Regions from separate parts of the Mus musculus genome. Here region 2 is linked to region 1. A link is a contact called in public promoter capture Hi-C data. All regions are on one chromosome and are shown on one strand. The core of a region is the stretch at or near the end of the contact, and the rest is flanking DNA. Distances in the headings are between cores, read along the strand shown.

The links. Promoter capture Hi-C pulls out the DNA fragments that hold promoters and counts their contacts.
Region 2: a contact with region 1 is called in a promoter capture Hi-C map of hippocampal neurons, with 2.3 times the contacts expected there. The contact joins the enhancer-like site here to the promoter of Actr8 in region 1. A contact is called at or near these places in 3 of 39 promoter capture datasets (the C10 cell line, hippocampal neurons and maxillary cranial neural crest), 3 of 115 datasets of contacts at active chromatin or transcription factors (bone marrow-derived macrophages, cardiomyocytes and large pre-B cells) and 1 of 9 other capture datasets (embryonic stem cells).

What each region holds. Positions count from the first base shown.
Region 1 is chr14:29,976,956-29,979,655 of GRCm38.p6, forward strand. It overlaps Actr8 (ARP8 actin-related protein 8), which reads left to right and starts at 1,382. Exons shown (of 13, transcript NM_027493.3): 1 at 1,382-1,633. The coding sequence starts at 1,511.
Region 2 is chr14:30,405,008-30,407,758 of GRCm38.p6, forward strand. It overlaps a transcript of Cacna1d not described here. Among named protein-coding and RNA genes, the nearest start is that of 4831407H17Rik, 52 kb to the right of the region's middle. Within about 2 kb of position 1,269, at least 70 of the 459 cell types and tissues checked have an H3K27ac peak or open chromatin away from gene starts, as enhancers often do. A contact at or near this core is called in bone marrow-derived macrophages and hippocampal neurons, where this site is marked.

The DNA of each region.
Region 1 (2,700 bases), core at 132-2,631:
TGGGAGGGGGGTGGGTGGTCCAGGCTTGCTCAGTAGGTACGAGCATAAGATGTGCTCTCTTGAGGACTTGAATTCAGATCAAAGCACTCATAGAACAAGGCTTGGCCAATACCTTGTGCTCACCTGTAACCCCAGGTGTCAGATAGAGACGGGATCTCGTGGCTCAATGCCTATCAGCTGAGCTCTAGGTTATTGAGAAATCCTGTTTCAAAGAAGTATTGTGGTGCAATAAATGAGGACAACCTGATGTTCTCTGGCTCTGTGGGCATACAGCACACGCACGCACGCACACACACACAAATGATGAGCATTAGATCAAGTAAAGTCTTGGAGGTGGTTGGCCATAAACTGAGGCAATCCTCCTGAGTGTTGGAATGGCATGTATACGCTGCCACAACAGACTAGTTTGCAGTAAAACGCTGAGCAGCTGTAGGGATAGATGATCAGGAACTGGACTAGACAGGAACCCCATCTTAGAGGCTGCTGTTGTCATCCAGCGGGAGTTGGCTAAGTAACAACACATTCAAAAAAAGTGAATGAATTCAAGATAATTTTAGTCACTTGACTATTTGTGATGGCTTGGGTGAGCAGCCAAATTACATATCTGATTTATTGTTGGGGGCTTGTCATGCCCTGTCCCACCTCCTATGGTGAATGGGAATTAGGAATTACATATTTGCCAGGAGGTGGTAACACATACCTTTAATCCCAGCACTTGGGGCCAGAGGCAAGAGGGTCTCTGTGAGTCCGAGGCCAGCCTGGACTACAAAGTAAGATCCAGGTTCAGCCAGGGCTTCATAGAGAAACTCTGTCTCAAAATAAAAGACAAAAAACCAAATCTGTATTTAATCTTAACTTTGCAATGATTTGTAGAAATCTTATGTATAGGTATCAAATGGGTAAAGGCATGAAGTTCAAATAAGTTACTCAAGGAATATGTCAAGAAGAGACCGAGTCCCAAAGAACCCAATCAGAGGCCGATCTGAGCAGGACCAACGAACTGAGAACTAGCAATATTATGGAACCTCTGAGTGAAGACCTGTGGAGTCAAAATGAGACTGATGAACCTCAGACTCGCGCGGAGCACTCAATTTATTAGGGTTAAGTGAGATAGCTTAAGCCTTTAACTTCTGTGAGTCTAAATAGGAAGTTCCAGGCTAGCCAGGGCTAAAAATAAATTTAATTGATTAACTGTATTACACTGGAGATGTAGCTCATTGGTAATAGGAACATGCTCACTATTCAATGGTGCCTGGGTTCAATCCCCATCATCACCAAAAACAAAACAAAAACAAAAACAAAAAAAAAAAAAAAAAAAAAAAGGAAAAACCAAAACTCCAACCCTGTCATGCCCTCCACGTTCCCAGAATTCTCTAGGGGCGACGCCGGTGGCGGCCATTTTGACTGTGGGCAGCCAGGGGACGCCGCGCCTGCGCAATGGTTCTCCTCTGACTGCTGTGGCGTCGGTGTCCCAGAGCCCCGGGGCTGGTGGTGGTCCACGGTGGCAGAGATGACCCAAGCCGAGAAGGGGGACGCGGAGAACGGGAAGGAGAAGGGCGGGGAGAAGGAGAAGGAGCAGCGCGGCGTGAAGCGGCCCATCGTACCCGCGTTGGTCCCCGAGTCGCTGCAGGAGGTGAGGTGCAGGGGGCTGGCCTTGGTTAGACCACTGCTAGCCTGGGCCTCTGCTGCTGGCCGGAGCCCAGGGTCCGGGCGGAGCCGGAAGCATCCGGGTCCCCTCCCATAGGTTCCTTGTGCAAAGTAGCGCGGTGCAGGGCAAAGCCAAGGCCGCGGTGCACAGCCTCCAGGTCTCAGCTATAAGACGTCACGATTTAGCAACGGCCTGGCTCTCAGGGACGCCAGCAGATATTCAGGGATGGTTAGGGCTCTAACCAGTTTCTTTGTTTGCAAATCTCACAGTGCAAGTCATTTCACGTTTAAAAGCAGGAAAAAGGTAGCCTTTCCTTAAATAGACATGAATAATATGGCAATAACAGCACAAGTTTAAGTAAACAACTTGGAGCAGCATGGCTCACACTCTCACTCACCAGGGCTTACTGATAAGTAAAGGAAATAAATTCCTATAGGGAAATGGGCCACGGCAGTGCACAGCTCCCAGAAGAAATAGGGAAGGATCGGCCGTTGAGGATTTCCTGTGGACCATTTCAGAACCTTCTTCCTCTCCCATAGGTGGGTTGAAATATCTAACTGGTAGGGCTGCAGTAAAATGCATAGTGTGGTGTGTGGGATAGGCTAGTTCAGAGGACCCACAATGTCTCTCTTCCAGCCTCGACAGGAGGGCAGAGGTCCCAGGAGGCTAGAGATTTAGGGTGAGGTTAGAATGGTTTTAGAGCTATGCCAGGTTTATCTGCATTTCTCAACCTGTGGGTCGTAAGCCCTTTGGGGGTTGCATATCAGAGATTTATATTATGATTCGTAACAGTAGCAGAATTACAGTTACGAAGTAGCAACAAAATAATTTTATGGTTGGGGGTTACCACAACATTAGGAGCTGTGTTAAAAGGTTGCAGCGTTAGGAAGGTTCTGGGGAAGAGAGACTTGGATCTGGAGAGGATGTGAAGGATTGGAGACATAGCTGTTTAGAATAGAGAAAGACGGTAGAGATTTTCAGTGTCCACACAAGCTCGTAACCCAGCGTCTTCATCGAAGCTAGTGGAGAATTTTGGAGTGGGACGCTAACTT
Region 2 (2,751 bases), core at 19-2,518, 430 kb after region 1:
GCAAAGCTATAGTGGCTAAAGTTTTGTCTTTCACATAAGTCCTATATTTAATAATAATATTTTGTTGTTATCTAAGTTTGTTTTCATTTTGGACAATAAAGTATATGTTCATATTGATATTTTTTATTAAAATTAAATTTATTATTTGGGAAAAGCACTGTCTTGTCTTTCACTTTTCAAAAGTATCTCCAAAATAGATTTTAATATCTGCATGATATTCTAATAGATGCAGATTTTCTTTTGATAAGATTTCTTTATGTTATTTTAAATTTTTAACTTTTACTTTTATTTGTACAAGTCTGTGCATGAGCACAAATATATATGCATGTAACAGTGCCAGAGAAAGCCAAAAGGGTTCATCAAATCCTCTGGAACTGGTTGTGACCCTCCCAAGATGGGAGCTGGGAATCGAATTCACACACTCTGAAAGACCAGCAAGCGTGCTAATCACTAAGCCATCTACCTCTCCACTCCTGGTTTCTCTCATTTTAACAATGATTGCATCTTTATTTTTGCCAAGTTTTTGGTTAGCCTTTAAAGACAAAGTCATAAATGGCAACTACAGAGCCAAAAAAGGTCTGAGTGCAGTGAAGCATTGGCCTCAGGGGGCCCTTCTCAGCTCCTCCTCTGGTTCTGTTAACACTCAGTGCTCTGGGATCCTTTTCCTAAGGCCCACTTCCTCTGATAAGGTTTTCCATTTGGTCACCAATGGTTTTAGATCAGCTGCTAAGGGAGATGTGAAACATCTGGGTGAAAATGGCTTTTGAGGGAAATTTTCAATATCCAGATGGTTCTTTCCCTCTCAAAAGTTCCTCCAAAACAAGGAAGAGAAGAAACAGAAACTTCACATAAAGTCAGTAAGTAGACGGAGAAAAGATAAATGACTTATCAGAAGAGTGAAAGGTCAAACCTAAGACACACAAGGGAAGACGCCTGTGGAATGAAAGCGAAACTGTCCCCAAGAACGCCAGAAGAATCAGGAAATGTAAGTATGAGAGAGAAGAGAGGAATAGACCAGCGACAGCAGCTGAACCCCGAGATGCTTGCCAGATCAAACTGGTTCCCCTTCCCAGCAGAACAGATGGACCATTTCTGCTGAAACAGAACCAGAATTGTTCGAATCTAGATGAGAGTGGCTTAAGGCATAGAGAATAGTGTAAAAAGCAGAGCTAAGCGGAGATAAATGAAAATCTGCACATTGACTAAAATAACCTTAGCCCCTTCCACCACAGTGTGATGGGAGCCAGGCTCCTGAAACATTGGGCAGAGACTAGATAAGTCCTTCCTGAAGACGGTGAATGGTAGATGAGCAATACCCACAGATGCCAACACACGGGGATTGCTGACAGCAAACAAGTCTTGCAAACATACACACATGCACACACACACACACACACACACACACACACACACACACGTACGTGCGTGCTAATTCATTCAATTCATACTTTTGGAAGGATGCTGTTCTGGGTACATGGGACTGAAAAACAACCAAAACAGAAATCTCTCTCTTCACAGAGCTTCCATCCTAGTGAAAGAAAACAAACAATAAATACAACAAACAATAAATTATATAGTTTAGGGAGAAAGTAAAGCCAGAAAGTAGGGGAGGAGATGCCAGAAAGTGTTCACATATACATGTATGTATAAAACCATATGTGACATAAAAGTAGAAAGGCAAGTATTTGGGGGACCAGTGAGAGCAGGGAGAGGGCAAAGGAAGGTCATGAAGGTGACTAAGCAAAGTACAGTGGAGGCAGGCACATGTCGGTGGATGAACACGTCATAGGGAGACTCATTATTTGGTATGCATACCAAAAAATAGTCTTAACAGGCAGTGGTGGTGCACACCTTTAAACCCAGCACTTGGGAGGCAGAGGCAGGCAGATTTCTGAGTTCGAGGCCAGCCTGGTCTACAGAGTGAGTTCCAGGATAGCCAGGGCTACACAGAGAAACCTGTCTCAAAAAAACAAAACAAAAATAATAATAAATTGTCTGTCTTAAAGGATCTCAAAGAAATAATAAAAGATATTTTACTCTTTCAGTAGTAATTATATAAAGTTTTAAAGTAGCAATCCAAGAACAACACAAACTCTTCTGGATTAAAGATATGTGGAACTTGACACCGCTTTCTGGCCTGCTGGAATGTGAATGTTCTATACCACGTGATCCCATTGCTATGGGCCAAGATGTTCTACTCCACCTTCCCCACCATGACAGACTTAAACCTTCTGAGAGCATCCAGTGGAGAACTGTGAGAAACATCATTAAGTTACAATGGGAATAGTATTTCAGAAAACTGGCCGGGTAGCTTCCCACGAAAGAAGGAACCGATGTTGGTTTCCAGCCTAATAACGTCATAAAACAATAATTACAAAAGGAAGCTCTGTGTCTGGTGACCTCCAGCAGGCAGGAGAGAACAATGTGGCCACGTGCACTGGAGTCTTGACGGCGGGTCAGTGGGAGAGCTCCTCTGTCCTTCCTAGCTGAGTCCTCAGCGAGCCCTGAGCAGAGTAGCCAAGCCTGCTCCAACAGAGATCATGTGCAGCTCAGGAGGTGCTTCTTGCTGCACAGTGTGCCCACCAACCCATCTGACTCTACATTAAGGATGAGCCCAGATGAAGTGGTTCATCTGGAAGGCTGGAGGCTCCTCACCATCATTCCTGCAGTATTTAACAATGACCTCAGTGACTGTTGGATGGATCAGAGGTGATACAGCTATAGACCAGGGGCTATGACTATGGTGTAGCT